2 separate regions of the Mus musculus genome follow, and region 1 is linked to region 2. The links are chromatin contacts, called in public HiChIP or PLAC-seq maps. All regions are on one chromosome and are shown on one strand. The core of a region is the stretch at or near the end of the contact, and the rest is flanking DNA. Distances in the headings are between cores, read along the strand shown.

What was found. HiChIP or PLAC-seq counts read pairs in DNA pulled down with a chosen protein or histone mark.
Region 1: an H3K27ac HiChIP or PLAC-seq map of T-cell acute lymphoblastic leukemia shows a contact between it and region 2, with 2.7 times the contacts expected there. The contact joins two enhancer-like sites. A contact is called at or near these places in 3 of 484 Hi-C or Micro-C datasets (CD8 T cells, embryonic stem cells and nephron progenitors), 1 of 115 datasets of contacts at active chromatin or transcription factors (T-cell acute lymphoblastic leukemia) and 3 of 9 other capture datasets (adipose tissue, liver and pancreatic islet).

The regions. Positions count from the first base shown.
Region 1 is chr16:33,022,929-33,028,870 of GRCm38.p6, forward strand. All of the region lies in intron 8 of Iqcg (IQ motif containing G), which reads right to left. Among named protein-coding and RNA genes, the nearest start is that of Iqcg, 30 kb to the right of the region's middle. Within about 2 kb of position 1,928, at least 31 of the 459 cell types and tissues checked have an H3K27ac peak or open chromatin away from gene starts, as enhancers often do. A contact at or near this core is called in T-cell acute lymphoblastic leukemia, where this site is marked.
Region 2 is chr16:32,951,369-32,957,211 of GRCm38.p6, forward strand. Lrch3 (leucine-rich repeats and calponin homology (CH) domain containing 3) reads left to right here. Exons shown (of 21, transcript NM_001081255.1): 3 at 689-815; 4 at 3,932-4,037. Among named protein-coding and RNA genes, the nearest start is that of Lrch3, 40 kb to the left of the region's middle. Within about 2 kb of position 3,068, at least 40 of the 459 cell types and tissues checked have an H3K27ac peak or open chromatin away from gene starts, as enhancers often do. A contact at or near this core is called in T-cell acute lymphoblastic leukemia, where this site is marked.

The DNA.
Region 1 (5,942 bases), core at 678-3,177, 70 kb after region 2:
AGATGGCTTGGATTTTACTACACTTCAAACAACACATACAGTTTTATTCTATTTCTCTTTTGGGTTTCGGATCATAGTAAAATGGAATTGTTTTCAAGCCATGCAGCCAAGCCAGTGAACTTTGGAAGCAACACAAAAAAAAAAAAAAAAAAAAAATAGCCCCAGAAAACAAAGAGATATAAAAATCAAAGTATAGCCGGGCGTGGTGGCGCACGCCTTTAATCCCAGCACTCGGGAGGCAGAGGCAGGCGTATTTCTGAGTTCGAGGCCAGCCTGGTCTACAAAGTGAGCTCCAGGACAGCCAGGGCTATACAGAGAAACCCTGTCTCGAAAAACCAAAAAAAAAAAAAAAAAAAAATCAAAGTATATCAGCCCTAGTGGTTTATTAACACCGTACCATCCCCAGGTAGACTTTTAGGAAATGAAAGATGACTCAACATTAGTGGGTAGATTAGTACAGTCTGTAACTCTACAGAGACTGGAGGGATGGCTCAATGGTTAGGAGCCTATCCTGGTCTTGCTGAGTTTGAGCGGTCACAACCACCTGTAACTCTAGCCCCTCTGGCATATTCCACTGGCTTCCATGTGGCAGATATAAACACATACACATAAACAAACTGTCAAATAAATAAACTTAAGTAAGTGTATTTTACTTTATAGACAGAGGAGAAAAATATATCATCAAAAAATCATATTGATGGATGAAAATAATTCATCTCAGCTGGGTGTGGCGACACACCTTTATCCTGGCACTGAGAAGGTGACTCTAAATTCTTTGAGTTTGGGGCCAGCTTTGTCTCTGTGATGAGTTCCAGGTCAGCCAGGGCTATGTTATGAGATGCTGTCCTCCCACCACCACCAAAAATAAATGAATACTTGGACAAGAAACTCCTTCACATGATAAAATGTGCTCACCAGTGATCTACAGGGTAAACATCCCACTGAGTCAGGTACCAGTCACTGCCTCTCAGCTCCAGGTTCATTCAGCATGGCTGGGCATGACTGGAAGTGTTTCCTTTGGCCACCTAGCAAAATACTAAGCTTCGTCAGCAGAGGGCGCTAGAGGACACGGCAGGAGGTCTGTAGGCTCACTGTGCTCTGGCTCCCTGGTCACACTGCTAGAGCTGTGTGACACCCAGTGGCACTCATTGACCAAAACATTTAACTAACAACTGCAACATTATATCCATTATGACGAGGTAAGATTAACTCCAAGAATGTAAAGAACACAATAGCAAATCTACCCTGTTTTACTTCCACATATTAAAGGGGAAGATAATCTCAATGAATAAAAAAAGTCCACCTTCTACAACCGAGTATTCATCTGACTGAAGAAGGAGGAAAGGAGAGAGGGAGGAAGAGAAGGGGCAGAAGGGAGGAGGAGGAGGAGACAAACATTTAAGTGCACACTCCTATAATTCCAGCACTCAAGAGGCAGGAGGCTGAGGCAGGAGGATCAAGATGAGTCAGAGAACACCTTGAGCTACATAATTAGAACAATATCCAAAAAAATCCAAAACAAACAAACAACAACAAACAAACAAACAAAACCCCAGCACCTCTTGGCATCCAGGAAACCACGCACTTTCTCTAATGAGCCTGAATCTTAGTCATGGGAAAGACTTTCCTTCCACCTCCTTGGTTCCTTTCTCGGATCCTGGCAGTCAGCCCTGTGCTAGCCTTCAGAGCTCTCTTTATCCCTTCTTGGTAATCTGTCCCATATTAATAGCTCATGATCCTTTTGTTAAAGTCTGTTTAAATTGATAGTGTGATTTGTGTTATTTAAATGGATTTTAATCACACACAATTGGCACTAGGAATGAAGCTGATCCCACGCTCTAATTCACAGATGTCTTTGTAAGTCACTTGCCATACTTGCATAGCAGCCTGGTGTCATTAATGCAACAGGAGATCTGATATGGAGTGTCAAAGCAGATGCCTCTGTAGACCATGACATGACAGCTGGAGGATCGGCAGCCCCCGTATAGGAAGGAGGAGGCACACATGGCCCTGCTGGTGAAAGCAAGCAGCTTTCGAATTGGTTTAGCGATTAGCAGCTGTATTGCAGATGTGTATCAACAAAGTCTATGAATAGCAGCAGCAGCTGGAGTTACAACAGTCCCCGTGACTGTGCAAGGGCCAGGCAGCTTCTGCACAGACCAAGCAGCAAATCTAAGGCCCTGTGCTTCAGTCAGGTGTTGGAAGGCGGCGCTTACCTATGCAGTGTCATCAGGGTCACAGCAAGCCTGTGGTTTAATTTTCAGTGGAGTTGGAAAGTTCCAGGCGCTCCTACATTTGTACCTGTCCCGAATATGTCTTCCCCACTGTATATACTCAGTACTTTGGGAAGTAGCCACAGTTCGGCTCCATAGAACTCGAAAACCCACAGCAGCAGTGACTGAAGTTAAGACTCCACTTGTTGGGCTGGTGAGGTGGCTCAGTGGGTAAGAGCACCCGACCGCTCTTCCGAAGGTCTGAAGTTCGGGTCCCAGCAACCACATGGTGGCTCACAACCATTTGTAACAGGATCTGACTCCCTCTTCTGGAGTGTCTGAAGACAGCTACAGTGTACTTACATATAATAAATAAATAAATCTTAAAAAAAAAAAAAAAAGACTCCACTTGTCATCTGACTGCCTCAATCCTGCTGTGACCCGGGGCTGGCTACAGGTTTGTTCTGTGGGTCCCCATGAGTCACTGTCAACTCAGAGTTAATGCTCTCAAGAAGCCAGTGTCTAAGTCACTCCAGACTCCATAGGTCTCCTGGCTTCATGACCACCTTATCTTCGTTGTCAGCCACCAAGTGGTTTTTCAGGGTTGGACCATTCCCATGGAAGTCAGGACCTACCTTAAGGATGCCCCGGAGGTCACACCTGGCCCCCATAGGAATGCGGTCAAGTACAGAGACATTTCTCGCACTCTCCACCAGCTCACTCACTCTTTGCTTCCTGACTACCACCAGCATGGATAGCCTTCAGGGAAGGGCTTGTTCCATTAGCTCTGCCAGGTTGCCACAGTGTGCTACCTAGCTGACGTTGATAATGGATGAATCTGAAGGAGCAGATTTACCACCTGGACAAGAAAGACCCGACTCTCTCACCAACTGGCATGATACTGAGGGCCTCACAAGGATGCTGGAGAGACTCCCAAAGTCAAAGGCTTAGCTCTTCCCAGGACATCTTGAGAGGAGCAGAAAGGATAAGGACCCTAAGTTCCAGCAGGTCCTAAGGGATCACTGAGGTTAATGCCTGGTTACTCTCAGACCAAGCAGGTCCCCTGGGTTGGAAATGGGAGTCACCCACCCCTCTCCTGTGGAACACAGATGTTCTTTATACAGCATAGTGATGTCCCGTCCCCATGTGCTCTTCAGTGTCCTCAGACTGGTGTGCCTGCTGGTTGTCTTCTGGTTAGGATGTGTCTGGTGATGAGTGAATAAATTCATCCCAAGCAGGCTGTCCCCAAGGCTTTGCATTCTCACCTCCACATCACAGGAGGGAAGCCCTGGTACCTCCACCTCGTCAAATGGAGGGAGGCAGCTACTAGGTCTAGTCAAGCAAGCTATCAGCCTCACCACCGGACGCACGGCACCCACAGGAAATCCCGCATGTGCAGCCAGCTTGCCTGTGTCCCAGATGCAGCCCGCACGCCTTGCATCCTAATCTGTCTAGCTAACACCCATGTGCTCAGTGCTTCTCAGCAAATGTTCTAACTTGCATAGAGATCTAAGTTATTTTGAGAAGAGACTGTAAGAACATGAACAAAATGAGAAGGCAATTGATAATCTAAAACCTTCCTCAACTGAGCATGTTATTTATTTATTTATTTATTTATTTATTTATTTATTGTAAGTACACTGTAACTGTCTTCAGACACAGCAGAATTGGGCATCAGATCTCATTACAGATGGTTGTGAGCCACCATGTGGTTGCTGAGATTTGAACTCAGGACCTCTGGAAGAACAGTCAGTGCTCTTAACCATGGGCCATCTCTCCAGCCCGAGCATGTTATTTTTATAATTTAAAAAAATGGCAAATATATATATATATATGGCTGGGAACATAGCTCAGTAATAGATTGCTTGCCTGGCAGACCTGGGTGGGGCCTTGGGCTCAATCCACAATACCACAGGAAGAGGCAAAATCAAAATATTTTCACATTATGGCTATGAAGCAATGTAAGAACAAACAAAATGGGTTTTTTTGTTGTTTGGTTTTTGGTTTTTGTTTTTTTTCGAGACAGAGTTTCTCTGTATAGCCCTGGCTGTCCTGGAACTCACTTTGTAGACCAGGCTGGCCTTGAACTCAGAAAACTGCCTGCCTCTGCCTCCCAAGTGCTGGGATTAAAGGTGTGTGTGCCACCATGCTCGGCTACAAAATGTTTTTTATACAAACAAAATTTAAAAGGTTGAAGGAAAAAAAAATATCTTCCTGAAAGTTAGAGCTGTGTACACATTCAGATGGGCAAGCTGTAAGAGACTGTGGCAGCACATTCATTGGCCTCACAGTATGGCTGCTTTTTCCTTGTTTACTAAATGGATTTTGGGCTGAGCATGATGGCCTGGAATCCCAGCACTCAGGAGGCAGAAGCAGGTGGACCTGTGTGAGTTCAAGGCCAGCCTGGTTTACATAGAGAGTTCCAATCCAAGGCACATGGTAAGACATTGCCTCAAAAGGAAAAAAAAAAGAAAAGGGAAGGGAAGGGGAGGGGAGGGAGGAGGGGGGAGGGGAGGGGAGGGGAGGGGAGGAGAGGAGAGGAGAGGAGAGGAGAGGAGAGGAGAGGAGAGGAGAGGAGAGGAGAGGAGAGGAGAGGAGAGGAGAGGAGAAGAGAGGAGAGGCTGAGCAGAACCTGCCTCAAAGGACCGTTTTTTTTAATCTTTTATTTATTTGTTTAATATTTATTCTTCTCTCTTCTGTATTGTATAAGTAGATTTGTATATGTGAATGCCTATGTGTCTGTGTGTGTGCAGATGCACTCATGTGTAGCTGTTTTACCTTCTTTTAAATTTATTCATTTATTTATTCTGTGTGTGTGTGTGTGTTGTGTGTGTGTGTGTGAGACTGTATGCAGGTGTACCATGTGCAGGAGTCCTGTGAAGGCAAGAAGAGGGTATCCAATTCCCTGGAACTGAAGTTACAGGCAGTAGTGAGCCACCCAGTCCTCTGCAGAGTAATAAGCGCTCTGAGGCACTAGGCTGTCTCTGTAGCACCTCACTGTGTTTTCAGAGACAAGATCTCTCACTATCACCAGCCAGACGGCAAGCCCCAGAGATCTGACCTTTCCACCATCACGTTGAAGTTGGGATTACCCATGTAATCCCAAGCCTGGGTTTTTTTTGTTTTTTGTTTTTTGTTTTTTGTTTTTTGTTTTTTGTGAGCTTTAAGGTCCATCTCAGGTCCAATGATTATACAGCAAACATTCTGCCTGCTGAGCCAACTCTTTAGCCCATTAAAAGATTTTTTTAGGGCTGGTGAGATGGCTCAATGGGTAAGAGCACCCGACTGCTCTTCCGAAGGTCCGGAGTTCAAATCCCAGCAACCACATGGTGGCTCACAACCATCTGTAACAAGATCTGACTCCCTCTTCTGGAGTGTCTGAAGACAGCTACAGTGTACTTACATATAATAAATAAATAAATCTTTAAAAAAAAAAGATTTTTTTAAAGTTGCAGCTAAGTTTAGTGGCATCTACCTTTAACCAAGCACTTGAGAGGCAGAGATATTGAATCCTAGTGAACTATGGGCCAACCAGATGACATCGTGAGACACCACTGTCCTTAAATACAAAAGCATTGCTTTTTTTCAGAAATGTGTAAGTGGATTTTTTTTAAAGATCTCTTTACCTTATTCTATGTATATGGTGTTTGCCTGTATGTGTGTATGCGCACCATGTACACCCAGTGCCCCTGAAGGCCAGAAGAGTCCCCCCAGGAGTTATAATTGCGA
Region 2 (5,843 bases), core at 1,818-4,317:
CCTTAAAGCATAAAATTCACTCCTTATATTTAGTTCTAAGTTTTTAAAATCTCATTAAAAATAACACTAGAGAAATTTTATGTAAATGTTAAGTATTTTTCTTAATAAACATATAGCAGTAGATTATTATTGGATTATAAATTTTTTAAAGGTCCATGAAATATGTTAATCAACAAAAAAGATCTTGAAAATGGGCAGACATGGCTCTGAAAGAATTATTATGGGGTTAAATTTACATGGTAAGGCTGGAGAGATGGCTCAGCAGTTAGGAGCACTGACTGCTCTTCCATGGGTTCTTAGTTCAATTCCCAGCACCCACATGGTGGCTTACAACCATCTGTAATGGGATCTGATGCCCGATTATGGTGTCTGAAGACAGCGGCAGTGTACTCCTATACATAAAATCAATAAAAAAATTTACATGGTAAACTTAATTTCTTTCTATTCTAAAAGAAATGTGCTTGAATATTTTATATATGTGATTCTCGTGTTTTTTTTTTTTATATATATAAACAAAGATTCCTGTTATCTGTCTAAATTTAGTCAGGGAATTGATTCAACTGACAGAACTCAAATCTAGTATCCTGTTTATTATTCTTTGTAAGACTTAGTTTTGTATCTAAAATGAAACATGGAGATATTTTTCTTCAGTGGTATCTGACCGCTCTGTCTCTACTTACTCACTTAGTCGGAATCAACTGTCAACATTGCCAGTCCACTTGTGTAACTTACCACTGAAAGTCTTAATCGCTAGCAATAACAAATTGGTCTCGCTTCCTGAAGAAATTGGACATCTCAGACATTTGACAGAACTTGTAAGTTAACATTTCATTTTTTGATTGTCCAACATGTCTGTAGTCTTCTATAGAATAAAAATCAAATATTAAGGTTGTTTTTAAAGTAATTTTATAGCGTTGGCTTGACAATTTAATTAAGAAAGACTTCAATGTACAAGTCTTAATATCACACAAAATGGGGAAATGTCCTTGGTTATTTTCTATCCAGTATTAAATGATTTCTATATTACTAAACTTTTGAGACATAAGCTAATAATGTAGTTGAGTTTTCAATTTTTTTTTCCTTTTTGGTTTTTCGAGATAGGGTATTTCTGTGTAGCCCAGGCTGTCCTGGAACTCACTCTGTGGACCAGGCTGGTCTCAAACTCAGAAATCTGCCTCCCAAGTGCTGGGATTAAACGTATGCACCACCACTGCCTGCCTGAGTTTTCAAATTTTTATATCAATATTTTTATGATATTTATTAGCCTTCATAAATGAATGGACATTCCAAAAGTTACTCTTTGATTTTTTTTTGGTATGTTTGTTTTCTTGCCATATCTTTGGAATATGTAGCCAACTATAATTTGCTATTACATATATCCTAAGATACTATTAAATTTCTTCTACTATTGTATACTTGTCAGTATACAAGAAACCATGTTTGTTTGTTTGTTTCAAGACAGGATTGTTCTGTGTAGCTTTTGCTGTCCTGAAACTTTGCTCTGTAAACTAGGCTGGCCTTGAACTCACAGAGATCTGCTTTCCTCTGCCTCCCAAGTGCTAGGCTTAAAGATATGCCCCACTAACTGCCCTGCCCAAGAAACCATCTCTTAACTGTTTATGTTTTAAGTTAGTTTAGGAGTTAAACTGTTTATATCCCCACAATTATGTTATAAGCTGGACTAATATTGTCTGCATTTTATAACTATGGAAACTAGTACTCATATGACATAATTTGCCAGAGGCTGTGTCACCATAGGATTGGAAATCAGCCTCCTTGAACTAAAGTCTGTTTCGAATTACTTGAAATGATCAAATGCAACTGTGTCCATTGAGATTTAGAAATACAGTTTATTAATAAAGATGGTTGTAAACAGAAAAAGAAAGATATAGGGCTGTAGCAATGGCTCAGAGGTTAAGAGCACTGACTGCTCTTTTAAAGGTCCTGAGTTCAATTCCCAGCAACCACATGGTGGCTCACAGCCATCTGTAATGGGATCCAATGCCTTTTCCTGGAGTGTCTGACAGCTACATTGTACTCATATACATAAAATAAATCTTATTTTTTAAAGGTATAAATCTAGCTAGACAAATTAGATTACTTTGGTAGGAGGACTTTAAATATAACAGGTTATATGTTAAAAATTCACAGACGTTAAATCTAGAGTTGGGATTTTAGGCTACTATTTTTGTGCTAGCTAGACTTTGGAAATAAAACCCAAAATGTATGTTTTGGGGGCATTCTTTAGAACTTGGTTTGTTAACACGAAGTAAGTATAACTTACACTCTAAGTTCTTTTCTTTATTTTTCCATTTTATTTTATTTTATTTATTATATTTATTTTATTTAAAATTTTTCATCATATAGTTTGATCATATTCTTATTTTTTGAAAAAAATATACTTTATAGCCTGCATTGCCCTTGAACTCAGTCTTCCTGCCTTAATTTCCAAAATTTTTAGCATCAAATCAATTAAATTTTGTAACTACTTACAGAATCCTAAGTTCTCAGCAGACAGATACACGTTTGAGAAACTCCTGTTAGTTTTTTTGAAAAGGTGCCAGTTGATGCCTGCAGTATTCAGGGGACTTTTGACAGAGGAAGGGGACTCTGGCTTCCGTGATGGTAGTCTTACCACATCCTTCTCTCTTTCCTTCCCACCCCCATTTCTGGTGAGAGTAAATGTCTTTCTATTGACACGGGTATTTTCTGAGAGATAAAACATCAAGTACTAAAATTCTAGCCACAGACCCACGTGCTGTGCCTCTTCAACTTCTTTTACTGCCCGTTTTAAATTTGATGCTTAGAGCACTGGACTTCAAAGTCCAATTTTTGATCCTACTTGTCATTAATGAATAGGAAAGATGAAAATTATATTCTTTTCTCTTTTGAAAAAGATAAAATAATGTTTGGGGCCAGCAAAATGGGTCAACAAGTAATAGTGTTTGCAGCCAAGCCAGATGACCCTGAGGCCAGGTGGTAGAGAAGAGCCAAACCCCACAAACTGTCCTCTGATCTCCACACTCAGCAATACCCCCTACTTCCTCTCACCCACAAATAAATAATAAATGTAATCAAAGCCTTAAGGCTGTGTAAGGCTGACGCAGCTGCATGGTGAGCAGCCTGGCTTTGTAAGTAGTGCTCTTTGCTTTCTCGTGTGTGTGTGTGTGTGTGTGTGTGTGTGTGTGTGTGTGTGTCGGGGGGGGGGGGGCATCTAACTATCCAATTACAGCGTGAGCTACCTTCTGCTGCACATGCGCATAGCTTGTAAATCATTCTGGCCGTCTCAGAACCATGGGATGTTTGCAGTTTTCATCTTGGAAGCTGTAGCTAGTCATTCTTTCAGGCCTATTGAGATCAAGCTCTTAAGCAAGCACCAGCAGGCCTCTGGACCCTGTGTATTAGACTCAGACTAACTGGATACTACCAGCCTGCTTTTCCATAGCTTTTGAGTTGTGTATGATTTAGTATTTCCCTTTACATGCAGTTGGATAAAAATAGAGTCATTCCTTACACTTTAATTTTATATTTTTGAACAATCTAACTGGCACTTTGAAAAATGGCAGCTTTTCTATGTAATAATTTTTAATCATTTTTTTAATTTTAATTAGAATAGTATAACATAAAATATACTTTTTCTGCTTTACCTTTTACCAACATTTTTATTTGATCTAGTATTCTAGGCTTTCTACTAATATCTTAAGCCATATAATTTTAATTTCAAAAAATTTTATAAGCCTATATAAAATATATAGAATGAATTAAAAGGCCTATAAATTAAAATAAAACTGAGTTATTTTCAGGTACAAGATGATTTCATATACACACACATGCATATATACCAAGAAAATTACCTAATTTCATTTTGTAATAGTTTAAAGCAGGTAAGTTTATGATTAAAATGATCTTGCTTTTGTACTCTTTGAAATAGGATGTAAGCTGCAATGAAATTCAAACTGTGCCTTCCCAAATTGGTAATCTGGAAGCCTTGAGAGACTTCAATGTAAGAAGAAATCATCTTCTACGCTTGCCTGAAGGTAAGAAACTATGAAATAATTGTTCTGTTGGTATTTGTTTTTTTATTTTAAAGGCCTCACAGACTGATGGGCAGAAGCCAAAACTATGCACAAGTTAGAGCCAGTGCTTAAGCTCTAATGACTTATTTAGCTAGCACCATCTACTCGATTATGCACTCTAGAAAACTATGAAGATCTGGGCTCCTGGCATGGGCCTGTTATCCCAGCTACTCAAGAGATTAAGCAAGGCAGGAGGATCACCATACAGGCCTGCCGAGTAAACCTGTCTGAAGGTCAGAGTTACAGAGAGGGCAGTCATGAGTCTTAGGCCAGCATGGGCAACACATCAAGACCCTGCCTGTCTTCAGAGAGAGACAAGAGGGAGACAGACAAAGACAAAAGAGGGAGAGGCCATGTACTTCATTGGTGCAGCGCTTGGCTAGCAGTCAAGACTGGAGGTTCAATCCTCAACACCAGCAAAACAACAAAACCTCGAGAGAAAATTTTTGGTAGCCCTTGCTCAGTGATTCCATTTTCCATCGTCTTGACTCCTGAGCTATGCAGTTGATCCTTCGTGGCAGTGTCGTGTGAATTTAACCAGGCACAAAGTGGGGAGAAGTGTAGTGTGCTTGATGAAGGGGTATCTGGTGTGATGTGTTGGTCCGCTTTATAAATGCGCTGTGGAAATTAAGTAGGATTGGTGGAGTTGGAGTTGAATGTAATTTATCCCTCACTGGAAACGTTCAGTCTGCTGAAGCGAGTGAAGGCGGTTCACAGTAACAACTGAAGCGAGTCTGCAGGCGAGGACAGGCTGTCCGTCGTGTGGATTTGAGTAGCAGAATGATTAGACAAATTGTAATGCATCAAGTGTTCACAAAGGAAAGACTGAAAATGAAAATGAGAACCATTTTAATTAAATGCAAACTATATTAATATAGTTTAGTAATGTAAAATTTCTTACATAAATGAGCTTCCATGTGTAAGAATCACCAGGAGCCGATCATTGTGGTCGCATGTGACAGGCATGTGACAGTTCGTTTATATAAGAAAATTTCCAAAAACAAAATAAAAATCACCATAAAAAATAGGTGTGTGTGTGTCTGTGTGTGTGTCTGTGTGTCCTCCTAATCCTCTAGATTAATTCAAAGCAAATTCTAGAAAATAATTGATGACCATTTCAGAATGTGTATTTAAGCCTAAGGAAGAGTCTTGTATGATGGCATAGGCTGTACCTTAGCAATGGCAGGGTGAGCTGGAGTGAGTGTGAGGCCTGCTTAACTAGAGAGACCGTGTCCGAAGTAAACAAAGAAGGAAACACAACAGCAGCATCTCCATAACAAAGCTCTAGGTTCGATGAGCCATGACAGAGTTTATAATAAATGTTAAATAATGATGCTTTTGCTTTTACTGCAAAATCCAATTGTTTGTCTCTCTTTAGCTCTCACCTTTCTTACTCTCTAGCCCTCCTCTCTTTCCCTTCCCCCTTCTCTCCACTCCACATAGCCATGGCCGGCCTCTCCCTCTTTCTACCTTCTCTCCTTTCTCCCTGCCTTTCTACAATAAAGCTCTAAAACCAAACCAAACCAAACAAACAAACAAAAAGCCAACCATTTATTCCAGTTTGATGGAGTGAAATGATTAGTTGTAACCTATGTCTGACACATTAGAACAGGCTTTTCTCAGTTCCCCTCTGTACACACACCATCACTCAAGCTGGCGCCCCCATGCTGTCACAGAACTTGTCTGGTCACCTTCACACCCACCCGATTGCCTGCAGGCCTTTCCTCCATTGCCTCTCGGTATTTACCACCAACTCAGGATGGGAAA